Linked DNA regions of Hordeum vulgare: region 1 is linked to region 2. The links are chromatin contacts, called in public Hi-C maps. All regions are on one chromosome and are shown on one strand. The core of a region is the stretch at or near the end of the contact, and the rest is flanking DNA. Distances in the headings are between cores, read along the strand shown. Region 1 has its middle 25 kb from the start of LOC123426734. Region 2 holds the start of LOC123430285.

Region 1 (7,328 bases), core at 4,225-6,724, 180 kb after region 2:
TGATGGGATCGGGGACAAGGGCGGCCGATCCTCCATGACGGATGTTGGTCGGATGATCCCTGCGGTCGAATGTGATCGGGTAAGCCGACCATGGATTTTATTTTGGAGCTAGAGGCTCTACGACGTAGAATTTTCGGAGGGCTCTCTTCTGCTCCTTCTTGGATATGGGTGTCACGAAAATCATGCTTACGGTTTTTACATCGGGAGGGAACTGTTTTTGGGCCCCGTTGTTCGGGCCACACGGCTCCTCGTCGTCTTTGCTTCAGGGGCTCTGGCCTTGTTCTTCGACCGCTGCTTTGCCAGCCTATTTAAATACCAGAAGTTAGAGTTGGTGTGAGTGGCTGGATTATCTTGAGTGTCGTGGATTTGACAGGGTCGTTCCATCATTTTTTTTCCGATTGGGTTGGCCCCTCTTTGTTCCCTTTGAAGGGTTTCTTCCGTTGTCCTGGCTTGGCACTGCGGAACCCAGCATTTACTATTGTGTCATCGGCATCGCCAGCTCGGAGACGGTGTTTCTTCTTGTTTTTCCTCGACTTGATGTTTCCGTCCCGAACTTTAGAGGTTCCAGGATCGTCTGAGTTGTGACTCCGTCGAGCTAGACAGTTGTCTTCGCCCGCACAAAAGCGGGTCATGAGGTAAGTGAGGGAGGACATTATCCTCACCGTGTCCTATCCGAGCTGGCGGGCCAACCACTTGTCTTGGATGTTTTGCTTGAAAGAGACTATTGCTTCGGCGTCCGGGCAATTTACAATTTGTTTTTTCTTCGTTAAGAACCGATTCAAGAACTCTCTGGCCGACTCGCCTGCCTTTTGGACGATATTACTTAGGTCGGAGGAATCGTGGGGTCGGACGTAGGTCCCCTGGAAATTGGACAGGAAGGCTTCTTCGTGTTCTTCCCAACTTTCGATCAAGCCCTTGGGCACGCTGTTTAACCAGTGTCGTGCTGACCCTTTCAACTTGAGGGGCAAGTATTTGATGGCGTGAAGATTATCTCCTGTCTCCATGTGAATGTGGCAAAGGAAGTCTTCTATCCACACGACGGGATCCATAGTTACCTCGTACTGTTCGATGTTGACGGGTTTCAATCCCTCTGGAAATTGATGTTGCATTACTTCGTATGTGAAGCATAGTGGGTGTGCGGCGCCTCTAGTCTGTACTATCTTGTGCCGAAGGTCGGCTTTGGGTTGAGTCCAGTATGAATTCCTGTCTCTCGCGTAGTAGGGGACCCGAGGTGGCTCTTTGTCCCATCTAGTGGGGGAGTACCTTCTAGACCCATACCTGGGCCTGGTGCGGCATGTCTTGTTATCCCGGTTGTATCGTAGGTTGTTTCTGCCACGAGGGTGCACTTTTTCCTTCACCTTTCCGCGGGGCGGCCCAGGATAGTATTCGGCGTCCCACGCCACCCTGTCGTGCCCTCGAGGCGGGCGGCCAGGCAAGTCGTAATATGTGTGCTTGGGGATGCGGGCTTTGTAGCCTCGTCATCGAATTGTGGCATCAACCGGTGACGTGGGTAACTTTTCTTCTTATCGAGCCATCCAGGGTTGTGTTCTTCTTCGGCGGCCAGTACCTTGGCCCACCTGGTGTTTAAGGTGTCTTGTTCGGCCTGGAGTTGACGCTCCTTTGCCTTTAAGCTTCGAGCAGTAGCTAGGAGTAACTGCTGAAATTCTTCCTCACCTCCGAGGTCCTCGGGTACTGCGAAGTCTTCGTCCTCCGAGTAGTCGTTGACAGGGGGTAATCATCATCATCCAACCTATTGATGTCGTCGGGGTCGTCTTGCTCCTCGGGTTGGTCTGCATCCTCTAGCGGATGTTCTGGTATTCTGAGGTTACCATCGTCCTCTAGGGTTTTATTTTCCCCAGTGCCTTCCGCACAGACTTTTCCCTTGTTCGCCTTAGCACGCTTACGCTACTTTCGGTGTTTTGAATTCTCCTCCCCGAATTTGTCATCGTTTGGCTGAGGGGGAGGTCACCATTGTTACCGGGCGTGTCCACCATGTAGATGTCATAAGTGAATGCGGTGGCCCATCACCCTGTATTTGTGGAGTGGGTTCCTTGGCCTCATAGTCCATGCCCTCAAGCTCCTCTGAGCCGTATTCTAATGCATCGGTTAAGTCTTCTACATTTGCTACCAAGTGGGTGGTGGGTGGGCTGTAGAAGTCCCCATATTCCAAGCCGTACTGCGAACGGGTCGGGCTGGTTGACATGTGCAACGATTGGATCAGCCCGAGCATCTCATTTAATGCCGAGGGCTCGTCCTCATACATCATCGGATGTTTGTCGGAGTTAACCTCCGGGGCCGCCGTGAGGGAGGCATGTTCGGTCAAAGCCGTTTGTTGTGATCCAGGCATCCAAGTCAGGTCTGATCTAGGGGCCGACTCTTCGAAAGAGAGGGATCCGAAGACATGGCCGAACGCGGGACCCGAAGTTAAAGCTTCGGGTTTTTTTATCTCATTGGCCGAAGCCGGGATTCTTGCGAGGAAAAGATTGGTCCGCGGATGGGTTGGGGGTTCGAAACTCCCTCACCTCGTTTGTTGATCGGGGAGGAAGCTTCCGATCTGGCCAAGACGGTCGGTTGGGTTTGTGTGCAGCGTAATGGTGCCGAACGAGAGAACTTGTCCGAGGACAAAGATGTCTCTGTTGCTGATTCAGTCACTCACGTTTAGGCGAGCCATCGATCTCCTCGGCGATCCAACATCGGAACTCTCAATGAAAATACCAATGTCAGTGTCAAAACCGACAGATCTCGGGTAGGGGGTCCCGAACTGTGGTCCTTAGATCTATGGGTTGTAGGAAGAAGGGGGAGACAGCGGTTTACCCAGGTTCGGGCCCTCCTATGGAGGTAATACCTTATGTCCTGCTTGATTGTATTTATGAAGATGATTACACAGTAGATCTACCTCGAGATCATATATGCTAAACCCTAGATGATTCAGCCTCCTCTACACGGATAGGGGCCTTTGGTTTATATAGACAGCAGGTACCCTAGGGTTTACAAGTTACCGACTATAATCGGGAATAGATGAGCCGACATAGTCTTTCTAAGCTTAAAGTACACACCAATCTTTGGGATACTCCTTCCACGGGAAAGGTCGTCAGAAGGCCCGATCTTCTACAGCACGGCCCAATGGGCCCACTTGTCATTGACTAACCGGCCGCTCGAGGACCCGAGATTCCCGGACTCCCTCACCCAATGTCTAACGTTCGAATCTTTTGCACTACTCAGTGCCTTCGAGATTTCATGTCGGGTCCATTGAGTTGCACATAAAGTGAGTAACTGCTAGAATTTTGGTGATGGTATATATACCCCTCCACCACCAGCTACTCTTGGTTAGAGCAACCAGGACGAAACATACACTGCTCATATCCATTTTCTGAGAGAGAACCACCTACACTTGTGTTGAGATAAAGGCATTCCACTCCAACCATATGATCCTTAATTTATAGCTTATCAAGTTGCTTTCCACCCAAGCCTTCTCTTCTATCAAGCCAAATTCTGTAAAAGAGTGATTGAGTAGACTATCTTCTGAAGTACAAGAGGAAATAGTTCATCATCAAAACAATATGTATTACCTTTTGAAGATTGGTGTCTCATAGATTGGTTAGGTGTCGCTTGCAATTCTTCAAATAGTGTGGAGTTGAACTAAGAAATTTATAGGGGCAAGGAGATCGCGTAGTTTCTGAAGATTTTTCCGAGTGAGGCTAGTCCTTCGTGGACGTAAGCCATGGTGGAATAGACAAGGTTGCTTCTTCGTGGACCTTTCGTGGGTGGAGTCCTTCGTGGACTCGCGCACTCGTTACCCTACATAGGTTGAAGTCTGTATCAACGTGAACGTACGATTGCACCACCTATCGAAACCATGTCAAAAATCTATGTATCTTCATTGCGCTTGTTTTCTCTGATCCTTTCTTTACTTTCACATGCAATGTCTCTACTTTCCAGTACCCACTACTTATATATGCGTGTGTAGGGTGTACCTCGATCTGTCTTAATCGCTAAAATCTATCTATAACTAAAATTAGAAAATGTTAAGTTTTAATTAGTAAAATAGTCTAATCACCCCCCCCCCCCCCCCGACCTATTTGCGAACCCACATCAGTGGATGAGAACACAACGACATGCTTCGTGGCGACAATCGACTTCTTGTTGATCTTCGTGAACTTTGATCCGCACAACAACTAGCAAAACCTTCACCAACTAATAACATTTTTTAAATCAATAAAGAATTTGAATCGCCAAACATTTAAAAAGATGATGAAGAATTTTTGTAATTCACGAACATTTTTAGAATCGATACCCTTTTGTACAATTTTATGTCTTAAAAAAATTACAAACATTTTTTGAATTCATTATTTTTCTTAATCATGAAAATTTACTGAATATCCGAGACATTATTTTGAGACTCGTGAACATTTTTTTCCTAATCCAAAACTTCTTCCAATTTTGTGAAAACATTTTATAATATTTCAAAGATTTATATAAAAATGATTTTTGAACATTATTTTACAAAATTGAAACCTCTGTACAAATTATGAGCATTTTTTTAAAGTATAAAAATAACATAAAAAATAAAGGAACTAGAACGAAGAAAGAAAAAAGGGGCGCCCCGCCCCACACTTGAGCCGGTCCAAAGCGGGTGAGGGGGGAACGAATGCATGAAGGGGAGCTCCTAGTTGGCGCTGCACGCGCCAGCTTCCTAAGCCGCCGCCCATGCATCGTTACCCCATGGGACGGCCCATACAGGTGAGCGCTTCATCAATGGTTTGGTCCATCGATCACTGGTGGGGTTTGCTCCATCGATCGCGTTTACACGCCCCTAGCTTTGAAAACACTAGTCATCCATTCAATAGTATGGAAAAATGAAATCTTAGCAAAAAATAAAAAATTGAAATAAAAAATGTTCATGGATTTTGAAGAAAAGTTCACTAAATTTTTTAAAAGGTTCATCAAATTTGAAAAAACAATCTACAATTTAAAAAATCATTGAATTTGGAAAAAAAACATCGTATTTTAAAAAAAGTTCATTGGTTTTGAAAAAAGTTCTTGGAATCTGAAAAATATGCATCATAATTGGAATAAATTCATTGAAGTTTTTAAGAGGTTCATCAGATTTTAAAAAAAACATTAATTTTGACAAAATGTTCATCAAAACAGAAAACAAATCACCGAATTCGGAAAAAAATATCTATTTAAAATAGAAGTCCATTGTTTTAAAAAATCATGAAAAATAAAATTGAAAGAAAACGAAAAAGGGAAAAGCAAGCAGAGAAAAAGGAAATTTAAAAAATTTAAAAATTATTCAAAAAGGATAAAAGGAAAACGAACTACATTTACTTCATTGCGCGAGGTGGTGTACTTGTATTTGTTGTTTCCTGGCAACCAACGCTTCAAGTGTTTGATCCCTGGCGCTGGGACCTCCTATTGTACGCCTTCGCACAACAAAACTGGCCCTCGCAGCAGCGTCTAGGTGGGCTGGCCCACGACAGCGCACCGCGAGAAAAACAACGCAGAAATTGGCTCTCGACACAGATTCGAACTAGCCATATCGCGTTTCCACACAACGCAACTGACCACTCAAACTAATACCAACTACGGATTATTTTACAGCACGGAACTTTTAAAAAAAGAAAATTGGGCACACTAATTATTACTTCCTCCGTTCTTAAATACAGAGCAAAATAAATAAGGCCGCTGCTACAAATCAGCCGGCTGATCTGCGCCTATGATCAGCCGGCAGCCTAGCCACCCGATCGATCCCTAAGTTCGTTTAGTCAGCCGTCTGATTCTCCACATTGGTCGTTTGTTTTTTTATTCGCATGGGTGCTAAGGCCACGACGCACTGTTTCGCATGTTACTTCTAATTCAGTCAAGAATCGAGCCATTCATGTTGATTGTACAGTAGAGAGAAAGCTAGCTACAATGCAGCACTTTTTTCTCTTTTTCATGTATCAACTAGTATTTAAGCTACGTGCATATATTCAGTCATTTACCGACTGATGCTACAACAACGCCATGTTGCGACTATCATCGACGTGTTGTGTGCCAGTGTTGTGAGAGCACCACTGTGCTATTAGCTGATGCTTCGACGACGATACCGTGTTGCGATCCGATACTACAATGGTGTACCGTACTGCGAGCAACCATGATTCAGAGCCGGTGCTGCAAGGGCACCGTCGTGCTATGAGGCCATGCTGCAACGACACCACCATGTTGCGAGTCGGTGTTGCGACGATGCCACTATATCACTAGCGGCCATGATTGTGAGCTGGTGTTGCGACACCCCCACCGTGACACGAGCGGCCATGATTGCAGGCCGGTGTTGTGAGGGTGTCGCCATGCTACGAGCCGGTGCTGCAAGGACGTCGTAAGCCAGTACTGCAAGGGTGCCGCAGTGCTAAGAGTCGGTGCTACGACGATGTCATCATGCCGCGAGCGGCCATGATTGTGAGCCGGTGTTGCGAGGGTGCCGCCGTGCTACGTGGTGATGCGAGGATGTTGTCATGTTGCGAGTCAGTGTGGCGACAACACTAGTGTGCTACGAGTTGGTGTTGCGACGACTGTGCCGTGCTCCGAGCCGGTGCTGCGACGACGCCACCACGCTACGAGTGGGTGTTGCGACGACGCTGCCGTGTTGCGAGTAGCTATGATTGCTAGCCGGTGTTGCGAGGGTGCCGCCGTGCTGTGAGCCGGTGCTGTGACGACGCCACTGTGTTTCGAGTGGCCATGATTACGAGCCGATGTTGCGAGCCGGTGTTGCGACGACGGAGTCGTCCTGTGACTACGCCACTGTGTGGCCAGCGGCTATGATTGCGATCCGGTGTTGCGACGACGCCATTGTGTTGTGAACCGGTGCTGGGATAACGCCATCGTGTCGCGAGCGGCCATGATTGCGAGCTCATGCTGCGACGACGCCATCGTGTTGTGACCGGTCATGATTGTGAGCCGGTGCATCGGTGATGTGAGGGTGCCGTCATGCTACGAGCTCGTGTTGCGACGCAGTCACCATGCTCTGAGCTGGTGGCGCGATGACGCCAACGTGCCGCGAGCGGTCATGATTAGGAGCCTGCTGGCGCCGTCGTGTTGCGCTGCGATGCCGGTGCCATGTTGTGCGCCGATGATGTGATAATACCATCATAATACGAGTGGCCATGATTACGAGCCGTTGGAACGATGTCGTCATTGTGTTGTGAGCCGGTGTTGTGACGACACAATCGTGCTACGAGCGGCTATGATTATGAGCCAGCACTATGAACGCGCATTTGTGCTACGAGCCGGTACAAACGTCGCTGCCATGTGAGCCGGTGCTCCGATAATGCCGCCGGGTGTTGCTG
Region 2 (7,518 bases), core at 3,866-6,365:
TGCAAGGGGTCGGCCAAACACACACACTCACACAGGAGGAGAAAAGAGAGCTCCCAGCTCCTTCTTCCTTCTCCAACATACAGCTCAAGGAGCATCTAGTATCCTCAGCCGGATCATCAACCAACTCAAGAAAAACTAGGGGTGTTACCTCTCAAAGAGGGCCCCGAACCTGGGCATTTCACGTGTCTCGCACTGCTTGTACCCAATCCCGTTTCTGGAGCCCGACGGCATATCCTCGGTCCCAACCACGTATGATTAGCCTCCCTATGGCATCTGTCCGGAGAAAACGACGATAAATACCGAACTGTAATTGTACCGTCGCCATTCCTTGCTTGCTTCTCCACAAGACTGAGTTCAGAGTTGTGGTTTGATTCATCTGTCTCTCAACAGGGAGAGAGGGATAGGCGAAGTTCCATTTTTCATGCACACACGTGAGGTTGTTGGTTCGCAAATTGCCTTTTTCATACAATTTTCTCTTTGTGATTTGGTAGATCCGGTTAAGTGTTCTGTTGTTCCCATCTATTTCTGTTGGTCGGTTTGAGGTATTTTTGTTGCAGATGTAGATGTACCCATGGATCCCTCTCGTCTATTTTTATTAGTGCTTGCGAATGTCGTTGTAGTCTTCCATGTGTCTGAGTTGGCAGGTTGATTTTTGCCGTCTGTTTTTGATGTAGATATATGGTTGCCTACGCTGAATCTCCTAGTCAGTTGAGTCCATTGATGTGTAGTTGCTGGACAGAATTTTTAAGTTAAGTAACAATGATTCGGACTGTAATTTGGAGTGTAAAATTTGAGTGGGTTTCAGCTTAATTTAGTTTTGTCTTCCAGCGGAAATGGCTAGTGTAAATGTAATTTTAGTTTTAATTTTACAGTGATTTTTTATTTCTAGTTACAGTCTACATTAGTCTACCTTACACTATGATTTTTAGTGTTTTTTAACTTCTGTAATGTGTAACCTCGAGTGTACATGATGGTACATTTTAACTGAACTTTCTGCTTTCAGTGTTTTGTTACATGGTGGTAACATTAATAGAAACTTCTGTACATAGAAAAAGTAAATTATTGATGTAGATGTAGGTATGCAACTTCTAAAATTATTTTCTACAGCTAACTTTTGAAATTATTTTGATTACAAACATGTTACGTATGTACTGTAGTAAACATAAATGATTTCATTAACTTCCGTTCAATGATACTCTACGAAGTTAGTGTCTATTTGATCTTGTTTTCATCAGCTGCTCAGGCCACTAGTGAGCCACCCCTATTTTTGTGAGCACAGGGAGCTTGTTCATCTCTTTTTGTTTCATTAGGTTCATCTCTTTTTGTTTCCCATGCAAAAGTAGCACCCCATGTTCATCTCTTTTTGTTTCATCGGGTTCTAGGCACTCAAAGAAGCAACACTAAATAAGTTGGATGGATAGAACTTTTTGGACACTCAAAAGTTGGATGATCACACATGTGTTATATTATGCTGTGTTGCACTATCTTTGTTATCTTTGTTGGACACTCAAAAGCTGGATAAAACTGATGATGAGCAATTGCACAAGTGCTCTGTGTTGCTGGATACAAATATTTTGTGGCTGTGTGAAATGTTGTTGCTTTGTAAGATCACACATGTCATGTTGATTCCAAGTAATGATGTTACGAAAACTTATGTTCTTGTTGTGTTACACTCCATGCATGTGATGAGATAGCAATTCAAATTCATGCAAAATTGCGTTGTTGCTACAACATTACCCCGTGTAGCAGTTCACATTTTTATTTGGAGACCTTTACAATTTTGTAGCAAGCTCTTTTTGGTACAAGATTACATTTTTAGACGTTTCACAATATTGCAATCCCTGCCTATCAAACATGTGATTCATATGGCGCGGATTGTGATTGGAGGGGTTTGAAGTGGATTTGAGGGGATTGGGTGTAAGAGGGGGATTCACCAAATCCCGTGAAATCCCCTCCCCTCCAACCCTCTTAGATCCACCTCTACCAAACAAGGCCTAAAGGAGGATGACCCTCCGATCTTTGCATCTAAAGATGCATGTGATCGTTTTATTAATTATTTATAAAGATTTTACAAAGTAATATATCGGTAAGTCTGAAGCCACTATCTTACAATATTTGTCGCTATTCCTAACCACTTGTTGAAGGAGTGTCGATGATCCGAGCCAAATATCAAACAAACCTCGCACCAAAACCAAACGTCTACAGTTGGAGGCCCCAATCGAGCCTCATATCGGGTCTGGGACACACACCAAGTTTGATGGACTCTTAGAGGTCGTCGTCGTCGTCTTATCGGTTTGATCATATACTGTTGCATAGCCTGACCTTAGTACTATTGTTGATACTCTTACACGTTATCCTAAATGCCTAGTATAGATTTGTTAGTACTCCATCAGTGGCCCTACACTCTTGTCCGCCTGCTATGCTATACTATCGACCCGTGATCCCCTAAGGGAGATGATCACGAGTATATATATACATACTATAAATGATACTTGATGTGACTAAAGTCGGGTCGGCTCATAGAGTACCGATGAGTGATTCACAGACTAGGGGCTGAAAGGACATTTCCCTGACGCCCTCCTGTGTGGATCTTTTGTGGCGTAGCGACAGGGCATGTTAAGACCGCCTAGGAGAGAGGTGGGCCTGGTCCCTGGTCGTTGTCCGCAATTATTTCATAATAACACGCTTAACAAGTTTGGATATTTGATCTGAGTTGGTCGATTGACCTATACGCACTAACTTCACGCGGGAACAGTTATGGGTACTCGTCGTCGTTGTATCAGCCGAAGCTCTTCGTACGTCAGAATTGGAGTGGCGCGCGCCCGAGTGGTCTGCGTAAGCACCTGCCTTGTAAAGGAGGTCGTCAGGACTGATCTCGGTCGCCCACGCAACATGCAGGAGTACAAAGGGCGATGGGCCCAAGACCCATGCATGCATAGGATTTAGTCCGACAGGCTGGCCTCTCTGTTGAGTCTAGGTGAGGCTACAACGTGTTGATGTCCCGAGGTCGGACATGACCCAGGAAAGTGTATCCTGCCAGAGGGTATCAAGCATGTTGGGAAAATGTGATGCACCCCTGCAGGGATGAATTAACTATTCGAATAGATGTGTCCACGATAACATGATTTGGAGTTGTATTCCGATCTCTTAAAACTAGAACTGGATACTTAATAAAATACATCCAGACAAGTGACAAATACAACTCGGCGATCGCTCTCTCTCTTAGGGAGACGAGGAGAGGATCTCTGAGTTAGGATTATTGCTATACGTTGATACTTGTTACTATGAAATCTGTTCTCTTCTCATGCTGCAAGATGATGGCTACGAGAAGAGTAGTCTTCGACAAGACTAGCTTCCCCCCTTTATTCTGGCATGCTACAGTTTAGTCCACATATACTATCCCTTTTATTTGATACTAATGCATATGTAGTTTAGACCCGATGTAAGTCTCATGAGTATTTTGGATGAGTACTCACAGTCGCTTTGCTTCCTTTTCCCCTATGTTCTTCTACCCGATTGTTGCGATTAGATGGAGGATCCCACGAGCCTTATGCTATTGTCGACGACAGCTACTATCCCGATGGAGCCTACTACTACGTGGGGGTCGCTAACGACCAGGAGTATTTAGGAGGCACCCAGGCAGGAGGCCTTGCCTTTTCGATTAGTGTATCTTTTGTTCTAGCCTTCTTAAGACAAAACTTGTTTACTTAATGTCTATACTCAGGAGTTGTTGCTTCCGCTAACTAATGTACTCAAGCCCTCGTGGCTTGGCTTGTCATATATACCTTTATGTTTGATTTTTGTGTATAGAGTTGTGTTGTGATATTGATTAGGAGTCCTTGAGCTTGATCGTACACGTTTGCGTATATGATTACTGTACGATCAAATCGAGGGCGTCAAATGGAATGACTTGCAACACCTCTCCCTTGCACATAAAGATCCATAAGCACATCCTTGTTATCGGCATTCTGAAACTTTATGAGGGCAAAAGTCCATAGCTTCCTCTAAGCCCTTGTCATCATAACCGAGAATACAAACAAAACCCCTCCAAAGAGCAGAGAAGTGTTTGTCCTTAGTCATTCAAATGAGTGCCCGAGCTTCATCATTGCAAAGTGGACAGTGGCAAAGAGCTGAGCCACCAAAGTACCATCAAAGTCACTATTGAACTCCATAAGTGGAATCAAACCAAACTCATCACATTGCTAGAGCTTCGCAAAAATACTTAGCCTTCTCCCTCATGTGGCCAATGTTGATTGCATGCTACTTCACAATTTTTTTTTCTTTTGTGAAATGAATAGTTCATTAAAGATCCTCTCACGAGTTTGAGTCAAGAAGTGTATTGGTCCAAATACGATCACGCACAACCGTTGTGGGGTCCCCGTGCCACCAGATCCTCGTCGCATCGTCAATCATCACATCTGGGGCTACCATCGCCCATTCCACCCGCCCGAGCAAACGACCGCAAAAAGTGACGTGGTGTCCAGTCTTGCGCTAAGATCCGTGCTACCGTAGATAAAGCGTTCACTCGGAAATTGTAAAGAATCGACATCAACTTCATAGCTTTTTCATAATTTTAAGTACATGTTATGATGCCAGATTAATTAGCTCACAACATCCACGATATCTTCTCTCTTTATTTTATGATTCGAGTAAACAATTTGAACAAGAAAAATGAGAGATACCATACCTGTTACATGGATAGCGATTGGATTTGTAAAGACACTTTTCTTGTTCTTCTTGATTTGATAGTGCGTTAACTAATGACGGCTGCGAAACCCTTTGTGGTCATCGGTGCAACCACCCCACCCCCATGTCGTTACCACCAGTCAATCTCAGTTAGAAGGGAAAACTTAGCGCGTAAGCAAATCGATCGGGTCCTGAATTGACGGTCCAGATTAAGCAAAGCAAGTGGCCTAAACGGCTAAACCCACCCGTTCGGGATCACGCTCTACATACGGTTGACGAATGCGTAGGAGCGCCCATCGTTATCGTTATAGCAGCAGCGGATCCGCGTCCTCCGGGTCCGGGTGCCGCCGCCCCGCCCCGCCCCGCCCCCGGAAGTCATCCCGGGACGCGGACGCACATCTCCCAACACGTCCGCCCCGACCCACCCGACCCTCCGCGCACGCCACAAACCCACGCCAGACAGAGGTGGGCGAGCACTACTGCACACACGACACATCCACGCTCGCTACAAGAGCCAACCCCGCACGTGGCCGCGCCCAAGGAGACGACGACCAACACTCACCAAGGGGAGAAGAGAGGAGAGAGGGCGCACGCACGACGAGACGCCGGACGCTCTCGCAATGCATCACGCCAAGACCGACTCGGAGGTGACGTCGAGCCTGGCGCCGTCGTCGCCGCCGCGGGCGCCCTACTACGTGCAGTCGCCCAGCCACGACGACGGCGAGAACCACTCCAAGACGGCCGCCTCCTCCTTCCACTCCTCCCCGGCCGCGTCCCCGCCGCGCTCGCTCGGGAACCACTCCAGGGAGTCCTCCTCCTCGCGCTTCTCCGGCAAGGTCCCCTCCGCCGGCTCCTCCCGCCGCGGCGTCGCCGGCGGAGGCGGGAAGCGCGGCGGGGGTGGCGGCGGCGGCGGCGAGGCGGCGCGCCGCAGCCCCTGGATGAAGGAGGCGGCCATCGAGGAGGAAGGGCTCCTCATGGAGGACGACGACGACGCCGACGGCCGCGCCGGCGGCTTCTCCGCTCTCCCCAAGAAGGTGCGCTACGGGCTCGGCTTCGTCGGCGCCTTCCTCGTGCTCTTCGCTTTCTTCGCCCTCGTCCTCTGGGGCGCCAGCCGCAACCAGAAGCCTGTCGTCTCCGTCAACGTACGTACTCTCACTCAGTTCCTCCGTGTCGCCGGATTCGTGATTCATCTTGTCTTGCAACAACTGATGGTTCCTCTGCGTTGATTGCGCAGAGCGTGACGTTCCACAACTTCGTGATCCAGGCGGGGACGGACGCGTCGCTGGTGCCCACGGAGATGTCCACGATCAACGCCACCGTCAGGCTCACGTTCCGCAACACGGGGAGCTTCTTCGGCGTGCACGTCACGGCGCAGCCCGTCACGCTCTACTACTCCCAGCTCCTCATGGCCTCCGGCGATGTAAGCATTCATTCATTCACGCGCGCATCCTCGTACTACCGATTCTCTGTTTCTTTGATCGATCTCGTCTGATGGACGGATCCAATGGTAGTAATCCTCAGCTTGGAGAACAACCGAGGCGATTAATTTCTTGTCAAGATAAAAAATTTAAGCGGTACATTTACGTCAAAGAGTCGTATTGTGAATGCACATTTTCACATTGGAAACGCAAGAAGTCAGTCTTGTGGTTTCTAGATTGCGAACTTTGGACCACAGCTGCACATTGACCAAAACAAACGGGTGTTTTTTAGCCATGACAACGTCCTGCTGATAGCTACAAAAGCAGAGGCCACTCAACACTGTTGAAAAACTCGAACAGGACATCGTCATCCCGAGTTGCTGTCATCCAGTTCATATATACAGTATTTACAGAAATCAACTTCGTATTCTTCCTTTCTCTTTTTCTTTTTGGTAATTGGGTTGAGATCCCATTCCTGTTGTGAACTCATGCTACAAAACCGTCTAAAGACAGTACTTCTGAATCCTGATCCAACTGTTTGTGACAGATGAAGTACTTCTACCAGCCAAGGAAGAGCCAGCGCAAGGTGGCGGTGACGGTGGTGGGCAGTAAGGTGCCGCTGTACGGCGGCGGCGCGGGGCTGAGCAGCACGCCAGGGCCTAAGGGCGTGCCGCCTCCGCCGGTGCCGCTGCAGCTGACGCTAAGGATCAGGGCGCGGGCGGGCGTGCTGGGCAAGCTGGTCAAGCCCACTTTCTACAACAACGTGCAGTGCAGCGTCCGCCTGGACACGACCAAGCTGGGCAAGGTCGTCTCCCTCAAGAAATCCTGCACCCACGTCTAGCCACCCTACCTGACCTGCCATCTTTTCTTTCTTCTTCTTCTTGCTGCATGTCTTATGTAATGTGTCTAATGTAATATTACGTGGATTATTACTATTTTGAAGAGAGAACAGCATGTCTGTTGTGTATGTACAGATGAATTTTGTCGCCAGCATCGGGATGGATATGAATGATCACGCGTTTCTTGCCGCATTTTTTCATGGACGGTGACGGTATGGCGTGGGTTTTGTGATGTGTGCGCAAGGCGTGGTTGCCGTGAAGCCGGTGTTGCTTCCGTTTTTAGCGGACGTTGCTCTCCTCAGTGAGCATCTTCAGCCAGACCCTTTACCTTTTTCTTAGACGTTCGTAACGTCAGTGTCCCGTAAAAAAAGAAAATTAACCGAACCTTCACTTTATCCTAAACGTTTGAACCGACAGGCCTACCTTAAATTTGGAAATAGTATGAAGGGATGTGAAGGAGGTGATGCCTCATGGCGGCTCCAGGGTGGGTGGAGGAGGCAGCTGACTGCTCCAATAAACCGTAAAACTATCTATAATGGAAGTAGTAGTACTCATATTATGATGTGACAATTAAT

What was found. A called contact is a pair of places that touch in the nucleus more often than the background predicts.
Region 1: a Hi-C map of seedling shows a contact between it and region 2, with 3 times the contacts expected there. The contact joins the enhancer-like site here to the promoter of LOC123430285 in region 2. A contact is called at or near these places in 2 of 6 Hi-C or Micro-C datasets (leaf and seedling) and 1 of 1 datasets of contacts at active chromatin or transcription factors (embryo).

The regions. Positions count from the first base shown.
Region 1 is chr2H:477,268,252-477,275,579 of MorexV3_pseudomolecules_assembly, forward strand. No RefSeq gene overlaps it. Among protein-coding and RNA genes, the nearest start is that of LOC123426734, 25 kb to the right of the region's middle. Within about 2 kb of position 5,475, at least 3 of the 3 cell types and tissues checked have open chromatin away from gene starts, as enhancers often do. A contact at or near this core is called in leaf and seedling, where this site is marked.
Region 2 is chr2H:477,092,747-477,100,264 of MorexV3_pseudomolecules_assembly, forward strand. It overlaps LOC123430285, which reads left to right and starts at 5,116. Exons shown (of 3, transcript XM_045114157.1): 1 at 5,116-5,828; 2 at 5,921-6,106; 3 at 6,652-7,077. The coding sequence starts at 5,307. The coding sequence ends at 6,945.